3 separate regions of the Mus musculus genome follow, and regions 2 and 3 are each linked to region 1. Evidence: chromatin contacts called from public HiChIP or PLAC-seq and promoter capture Hi-C data. All regions are on one chromosome and are shown on one strand. Each heading gives the region's core, a stretch centred on a gene start, on an enhancer-like site or on the middle of the called end of the contact. The rest is flanking DNA. Distances are from core to core; before and after follow the strand shown.

The links. Promoter capture Hi-C pulls out the DNA fragments that hold promoters and counts their contacts. HiChIP or PLAC-seq counts read pairs in DNA pulled down with a chosen protein or histone mark.
Region 2: a promoter capture Hi-C map of embryonic stem cells shows a contact between it and region 1, with 4 times the contacts expected there. The contact joins the promoter of Psip1 here to the enhancer-like site in region 1. A contact is called at or near these places in 15 of 39 promoter capture datasets (the C10 cell line, the HPC-7 cell line, cranial neural crest and 6 more), 24 of 484 Hi-C or Micro-C datasets (the Ba/F3 cell line, CD4 T cells, the G1E-ER4 cell line and 12 more), 8 of 115 datasets of contacts at active chromatin or transcription factors (the SCID.adh cell line, embryonic fibroblasts and embryonic stem cells) and 3 of 9 other capture datasets (adipose tissue, liver and pancreatic islet).
Region 3: a contact with region 1 is called in an H3K4me3 HiChIP or PLAC-seq map of embryonic stem cells, with 29 read pairs. The contact joins the promoter of Snapc3 here to the enhancer-like site in region 1. A contact is called at or near these places in 1 of 39 promoter capture datasets (pre-B cells), 1 of 15 datasets of contacts at CTCF or cohesin (the NIH/3T3 cell line), 10 of 484 Hi-C or Micro-C datasets (the AML12 cell line, DN2 thymocytes, the STO cell line and 7 more), 5 of 115 datasets of contacts at active chromatin or transcription factors (the SCID.adh cell line, bone marrow-derived macrophages and embryonic stem cells) and 3 of 9 other capture datasets (adipose tissue, liver and pancreatic islet).

Annotation. Positions count from the first base shown.
Region 1 is chr4:83,449,528-83,452,198 of GRCm38.p6, reverse strand. Snapc3 (small nuclear RNA activating complex, polypeptide 3) reads right to left here. Exons shown (of 9, transcript NM_029949.4): 7 at 1,964-2,128; 8 at 887-994. Among named protein-coding and RNA genes, the nearest start is that of Snapc3, 33 kb to the right of the region's middle. Within about 2 kb of position 1,343, at least 10 of the 459 cell types and tissues checked have an H3K27ac peak or open chromatin away from gene starts, as enhancers often do. A contact at or near this core is called in embryonic stem cells and trophoblast stem cells, where this site is marked.
Region 2 is chr4:83,485,115-83,487,785 of GRCm38.p6, reverse strand. It overlaps Psip1 (PC4 and SFRS1 interacting protein 1), which reads left to right and starts at 1,323. Exons shown (of 16, transcript NM_133948.6): 1 at 1,323-1,511; 2 at 1,858-2,069. The coding sequence starts at 1,998.
Region 3 is chr4:83,416,374-83,419,044 of GRCm38.p6, reverse strand. Snapc3 (small nuclear RNA activating complex, polypeptide 3) reads right to left here and starts at 1,321. Exons shown (of 9, transcript NM_029949.4): 1 at 991-1,321; 2 at 262-339. The coding sequence starts at 1,292.

The DNA of each region.
Region 1 (2,671 bases), core at 94-2,593:
GAGGATAAAATCATGGCAGTTTGGGCTATCCTATTCACCTGAGATTGTTTCATACATTCGGATGTCACTGGTCACATGAAATCACAATCTTTAGTAAGTTTCTCTTATTTTAGTCTTTTCTGAAAATCTGAACCAATTTCTGGATTTTCATTTTGGTATCATTTCTATTTTCCTAATCCTTTAGATAAATACTATGATATGGAACTCAAAGCCAACTGAAGATACTCAACTATTTCTGAGTAGTTTCCAAACTTCTGGGCTCTGATTAATAATAAGAATCAGCAGGGGAAGGCAGAAATTCAAGGTTTGAGGAGGACAGTCAGCTCAGGCTACATGAGACCTGACCTTTTTAAAGGGGCTGAGTCTTTAGTCAAGACTGACTAAAGAGCCTGCACATGCCTTCTGCACATGCCCCCTGCACATGTGAGCCTTCTACCATGTCCTATGCTCCAGCTTTTCACTTTGTATCCTGTTGTCCATTACATTCAAACTCCTCCTGCCTCCCAGATCTGTGTCACAGTGACTGATCAAAACAGAAAACCTAATTTCTAATTGGCTTTATATATATGCTGGTTATTTCTGTATTGAAAACTGAGATAAAAGTGATTTTGTAATGACAGGCAAGAAGCACGGCTCCTTACAGCCGCCAAGTCTGTTCTGCACTTCCTGTGTGTTTCCCTGTATAACCTAGTGTGCATGTGCTCACCAGCAGGCAGCTGGCTCTGGGTTCAAGTCTGTACAAAACAATATGCTAACTTTAAGCAAACTGCACTGACTGCAACACTGACTCTAGGAGATAAAACCATGACGGCTAAATCTACAGACCTCCAGAGTACTAAATTACTGTGAAAACCAGGGTGTTTAGAAGGAAAAAAGCGTCACTCACCTAGCTGTATACATCTTACAGACAAAACATTTTCTGGTCCACAGCCAGTGCTTCTTGGTAAGAAGGGGATACAGTGTTCTATCCAAGCAGTCGTCATGGTGCACAAGCCTTTGATGAGGAAAACACATGAAGATGCTGAAATGCACCTCGACCTGCTCTCCAGCAACATTACTGCAACATGGCTGACCTGTCATTTACGCAGGCAGTATCTTACAGAATACCCACTGCTGGGGCTGTAGCTTAGTCGCAGAGGCCTTGTCTAGCTTGCTGACTAACAGGCAATCACCTGCATCACTGAACACTTTGCCCAGAGAGCTTTTCAGAATGAATACAGAGCTGATTTCTCAATTCCCTTTGTTACCATGCTGTGACATTCTAAGAATTCCTGCATATAGTGTTTTGTTTTTGAATGTATTCCACCATCAGAGTTTAACACAGCAGTGCTGTTTGTGGAATGCTCTCTGGGCTCTCTGTGTCTGGTCTGGGGTAGGTGCACAAGATTCTCTACATGCCTGTGTGTGTGCGCCATTTCCTCAGCCCTTCAATTCTAAACTACTCAATTGTTTGAAAATTGGTTATTCAACTTCCCACTATAGAAGGACTAAGCTTTCGATTAAATTGAGAAACTTAAAAATTATAGGATTTCAATCCTCTCTCTTATGTAGTTCTGCCTGACTTGGAACATGATACATAGACCAGGCTGGCCTACAATTCACAGAAATCAGCCTGCCTCTGCTTCCCAAGTGTTGGGATTATAGGCCCACACTAGCATGTCTAGTGTAAGTTTTCCTTAAAAATTTGTCTCCCATTTCCAGCTGCATAGAAAGTATACATTTGTGAACCACGCTGGTAAATTACACTTTTGCACTGTTAGAGAGACAGAAAAGTAGATGCTGACAAGTGTGATTACTTGAGCTCACTGTCAGGACCACATGGGGCCAGGCCAGGCGAGGCTTCCGCATAGTCCCCTGGCCTCTCCACTCCAGCCAGCGCATGCAGCTATCCTCCTCCTCCCCCCAACTCACTTTTATTAAAAAGACATCTTCAAGGTAAAATATTCTGAATGATGTCACGTACCTTATGTCTGTGATGACAACAACATGCTCACAGTCTCCCTGGTGACAGTATAAGTAAGGAAAGCCAAGTTTAATATGCAAGTCATTAAATGTGAAATCTTCCATTCTAGCAGTCTGAAATTTTCCATATCCTCGATCATGGGACTCTGACCACTCTATAATAGTTCTGTTTGGGGGAAGGGCAAGTATAGAGCATTGTTATTAGAACTTGAACAGAAAGAAAAGGTTGTGTGCAGTCACATACAATCTGGCCTACTAATTAAATGCATGGTTGCCATCTAGAAGGGTTATCATAGTGGTTAATAAACATTTGGAGCAGAAGCAGTGAAATTGAAACCAGTAGTCATCAAACCTGATGACACTGGAAGACGCCCCCCCCCCCCCACACACACACACCAGCTTTCTCTGCTCACATGCCACAGCACACACAGATACTCAAATTCCCAGAGAAAAAGATGTTCCTCCCCCAGGGAGGGGGTGTGTAGGGGGATTAGACACCACACTTTTCACCTGTGTAGCAGCTCTTTTTTATTCTTGGGATACTGTGTGTCTGTGTTTAAAACAGGGTCTCATTACACACAGCGCTGGCTGCCATGGGACTCACTCTGTAGGCCAGGCTGGACTTCGATTCGAGATCCTCCTGCCTCTGCCTCCTTCCCAACTGCTGGATTAAAGGCATTAAACCACCATGCCTGGTTCCTTTAAAGTC
Region 2 (2,671 bases), core at 74-2,573, 36 kb before region 1:
TTAAAGACATGCAATATTCCTTTTATAAATAAAGCCCTGAATTTTTGCCTATTCAAACAAAGCTCTTCCTGAGTCTCAGCTGTGAGTCTTTATTTAAAGCAGTATTATTGCTTACACATTTTAATATTCTTAATATCTTTAATATTTTTAGCCTGTTTGATATAGGAAATACCTAATCTTGTTCCTAGCTGTATATTCAACACCAAACAGTGCTCTATTCTAAACAGGATTTTGGAGAGATTCAATGAAGGATGAAACAAAAGACTTATTTTTTCTTAATACTTTAATGTCTTCTAATTTGCCACATCCTTACTTATTGGGAACCTGGATGTTAATGGATAAATAATATTAGTTCTGCTAGAGTAAAGATCGTAAAAGTCAACCCATTTCAGAAGGTGTATTACAAAATATTAAAAGCATCCACTGGCTAAAGGATCAAAAATAAGTTCACCTTTAAATACCCTTTAAGAGAATTTTAAATGATGAAATATTTAGGTGTTAGTAACTCTTCTCTCCTGTATCACCTACCACCATATATATCACTTTTCTAGGGAAATAGAATTTTAAGTGCAGGGCTAAAATTTAGATTGGGCCCAAATCCACATCCTAACTAACAAGCTAACTACGCTTTCTCTGTCATTGTTTTATATCCTTGACGTTTTGCATTCAATGGGATTGTGTTTTCGTTAACGGTTCTCCGCGGTTGAAATATCAGGGAAATGAAATAGGGCTTTCTCATGTTTCAGTCCCAAGAAAAGGAGACTGCAAAGCCCATTCTGCGAGGTGTAAGAGGCCTACAAGGTGCACACCCTGCAACTGCTTCATATTCCAATTTCATCTCTGGGATTTTGCACAGCTCTTCATTTTGGGGATGATGTAAACTGCGCAGGAGCACTACAGTACTCGCACCAAGGAGAAGGATGCGAGAACAAGCACCTTGGGCTGCCACATTCTCTTAAACATGCAGCCGTGGGCTACAGGCCCGGATACCCGCCCCCAAACCGGGTCCACAACAATCGTTTCCTCCCTCCCCGTCTTTTACATACAGTACACATACAAATACACACACGCAGAGCAGCCAGCAGGGGCGGGCCGGGCGCGACCACTGTGCCAGCCGTGGGGGGGGTGGAGGAGAGGGACAGCTCCCGCGTGCCTCTCTCCGGGCCTCCCCTCTCCCTCCCCTCCCACGGCATCTGCTTGCAATTGGTCGCAACCAGGGGCACCTGTGGGCTCTAGGGGACTCAGGCCCTCAGCTCCCGAGCCACGACGCTCGGCGGCTGTAGCGCCACCCGTGCCTGCGCGAGCACTTGGTACGGCCCAGCGCTAGCGGGCGCCGAGCGGGAGCCGCGCGGGAGCGGCGTAGCGACATCGGCGGCGGTGGCGGTGGCGGTGGCGGTTGCAGCTCGGAGCCGTTGAGACGCCTCTGCGGCAGCTGGTGGCGCAGGTGGCCGGCGTGGACGTGGGCAGGAGCGGCCAGCGCGCCCCGCAGCCCCAGCGCCGCCGCCCGGCAGGTGAGAGCCGCCCCGCCCCCGCTCGGCGCGGATGGGAAGCGGGCGGCCGCGCTCGCAGCCTCCCTCCTCTCCCCGCCGCGCCCCTCCCTCGTGGGCTGCGGCCCGTGGGAAAAGCCCTGGGAGCGCCGGGGTGGGAGGCCGGCGGCCGGGTGGCGGGCAGCATCCCTGCCTCAGGTGGCCGCGACCGCAGGCCCCGGCGCTGCTCGGGGCCGAGGCCGCGCTCTGTCCGAGGAGGCGCGCAGGCGGCTCCCCCTCCCCCTCCGCCGCCTCCCCTCCCCCTGCCCTCCTCCCCGCGGCCCCTCCCTGGGGTTTGCGCTTTAACCGCCCTCCCTGCTGTCCCTCGCAGGCGCGTCGGGACACCCCGAGGCATCCTCCCCCGCCCGCGGGCCCGCCAGTCCCAGCTCGCGTCTGTGCTCTCGCATCTCCTGATCGCGGCTGCGCTGCTCCCCCTTCTGGTCTTGGGACTCCCGGCGTCGCCCCTCAAACATGACTCGCGATTTCAAACCTGGAGACCTCATCTTCGCCAAGATGAAAGGTTATCCTCATTGGCCAGCTCGAGTAAGTGATTTGTAGCCCCGGTGTAGCGGTGCGGCCTGCCTCCCATCGTTTCTTCTCGGCTTCCTTTCAGTCCTTCCTCTCCTTTTCTCTTTACCGTTACTTGGAACCTTTCATTTTAGCTTTCTTTCTTTTTTTTTTTTTCTGTATACTCACGTACAATTGTAAAATTCTAGGTTTTCCTTCATATCCGCGGCGGTTTCCCTTTTTGAGTCTCTGACAGGTGTTCTATATAGCAGTTTTTGGGGATGACATTCAATTAACGTTTCATTGAGGCGAAATCATCAAGTAGGATTTTTGTGAGTTGAAATCATGACATTTCCTTAAAATTTGGAATTTTGAACAAAATACAAAGCGTCAACGAAAAATGCAGACTCCAAGCCCTTGCATGTCAGCTGTGGTTTAGGTTGCTTCGTACCGATTTGCAGTTGGCGGCTCATTTGGATCTTTAGATTCACAGTCTTTGGCTTTATGACCTTGAAGATGTTGTTTTCCATTTTTTGTTCTCCATAGCCAAAGGGAGAAGTAGACCGGACACTGGATTAACCTAACTGGAGAAGTCCTAAGGGCTCAAGATGTTACATTAAACAGCCGAGCTCCATTTT
Region 3 (2,671 bases), core at 72-2,571, 33 kb after region 1:
ACAACCAGTCATCAATTATCATTGAACTCACTAGGTAGCTAAGGCTAACCTCTAACTTACATCAGTTTTGACTCAGCCTCCCGAGGGCTGGGATTACAGCCAAAAGCCAGGACACCAAACTAATGGTTGAATTTTAAGTGGTGGAGTAAAACATTCAGAGTGTTCAGATAAACAGCAGAAAGACTAACTGTAGTTTAGTGGTAGGTCGTGTTTCATCTCCAGCACCAAAACAAATAGCATATAACAAAACAAAACTCATACCATAAAGTCACTAGGTCAGTGTTCTCTGGGATGACTTCCGGGTCTTCATCTTCCCCGAGGCATCTCAGTTTATCAAGGCTTAGAGAAAGGGAGGTTGGGAAAGGGAGAAAGGAAAAGCAACGATTTATGATCAGCCATGCATTTTTCAACAGCGGGTCAGAGCTTGTCCTAAATACATCATTGAATAATTAAGTCTTATGAAATCCAGCAGGCAGCTCAAAAGAGGCCAGAATTCAAGACAATGGTTTTTGTGCCAGTGTTATACCGAAAAGGGTGTATGTTCATTTGAGGACAGCCAGTACTGTCAAAAGGAGAAGGACCGCTACAAGTTAGTTTTTGTATTTCTATTTCCAGGTAAGAAACTTTTAGGGAAATTTTAGTAATAACATTTTCATGAGGACCGCTAGAAACCACGGTTAATAAAGGTTTCAACCCGGCTCTGTTTAAGTCTCCTCCATCCTCAGGTACTTCCATTGTCCAAATATCAATGACAGATATATACCGCTGTTACTTCAACAAGCACTTTAAAGATCAAGAATAGAAGTCTTTCGTGCATTTGTAGTGTCCCGTTACTGGATCCACCCCTCAGGAAAGTGCTTTTGGACCCAAGGATCTCTTCCGGCCTTCCGGAAAGGGTTTAGGGGGACGAAGGTTAAGGGTCTCCGAGAAGCGCAGGGACGAGGCTGAGCCCTGCGGGATCCACGCAAAACCCCGAAGCCGCACACTCACCCGCACACGACCCTCAGCTCTGCTGCTGCCTCCAGACTGCAGCCCAGATCGCTGGCTACTGCAGCATCCTCAAAGCCGTCGTTGGATGCCCCTCCGTCGGTCGGCTGCTCGGCTGCCTGCGGTTCGCTCAGCGACAAATCCTGGGCCCCTAGCCGGCCACGCCATAGCTCCCCAAAGGAGCCCACATGGAACACGCGCGTGTGCAACTCGGGAAGCTCGTATTCCGGAAAGCTGCTGTGGCTCGCACTGGGGACTGGGTGCTGTGGGCCACCCGCACCGCCGCCCTGCAGGTCCTCCGCCATGTCAGCCACGATCCCTTCCGGCAAAAGCTGGCGAGAGGGCGTCGCGGGGCGTGACGGGATTTGTAGTTTTGCAGAGCTCCGGGGTGGCGGGCGGTTGCGCGAGCTGTGCTTCAGAAACTACATTTCCCAGCAGGCTGGCTACCGCCTGGGCGCGGCTCGGTCGCTGTGGGCCGGGCTGGATGCATTGTTCTCTGGACTTGTCCGAGGGCTGTGCGGCTCGCTGTGTTCCGAGCTGATCTGGTATTGGGACCCACAATTACCTAAAGACTCAATCATTGGGTCCCCATCTCATAGTTTTCTCAAATCTGGTTCGTAGGGGCGGGACTTTTGTCCACTGGTTTTGCGAGCTGCTCTGCGGTTCCTCCTATCCTAGAGAGAATCCTGAAGGACAAGGGGCACTGAGACTGGTTCGTCCAGAATCTTCTGAAAGGCACGGTGTGTGTTTGTATGCGTGCCTTTGTATACCTACCTGCACGATAGAGCTTATCGAACGTCGGCTATGCAACACACAAATTCATTCTTAGCCATATGTATATATTTTGAAAAGTCACCACTTTTCCGGGGAGAGAGCCGAATGTGATTGTTAAAGGAGTAAACCGGTAAACTAGGAAATGGAAGTAGCTTGAAACCCAGTGAGCCTAGATGTTTCTGAAGCTTGGCCATCGCTCAGCTGTTCCAAATATCATAGCAGGGTGTGCTGAACAATCCCTGGCTTGTATGATTGTCCTGTGACACATGTTGTATAATTCAGCCATTGGAACTATTCCTTTAGTGGCTTTTAGTATATTCACAATGGGGCAACCATTAGTTTAAGAACATTTTCACCACTCGTGAAAAGGTTGCTTTTAGTTATGACTCCCAATCCTTCCAACTTTAGCCAACACTTTTCAGGCTTTACGTCTGTAAAGGTTTGCTATCTGGGCTTTTTGAAATAGGATATCACTACGTAGAACAGTCTAGCCTTGAATTCACAGCCGCTTCTGCCTCCTGAGTCCTGGGATTAAAGGTATGTCCCACCACACCCAGTTTATTTTCTACATGTAATATAAATGTAATCATATATGACCTTTACAATAGGTTTCTATAATATTGTACAATATTTTTACTTTGCAGCAAATTTCAGTACTTCATCCCCCCCCCCTTTTTGGTTGAATTTAATTGTATTGCATGGATATTATATATTTTATTTATTGAAACTCATTGGATGGACTGGGCTGCAGCTCAACTGATAAAATACTTGGCTCACATGCATGAAGTCCTGGGATCAATAATCCCAGCACTTGCAAGGGAGAGGCAGGAGGACCAGAAGTTCAAGGTCATAATCACCTTCAGAGGGAGTTTGAAGCAAGCCTGGGATACAGGAATTCCTGTCTCCTAAA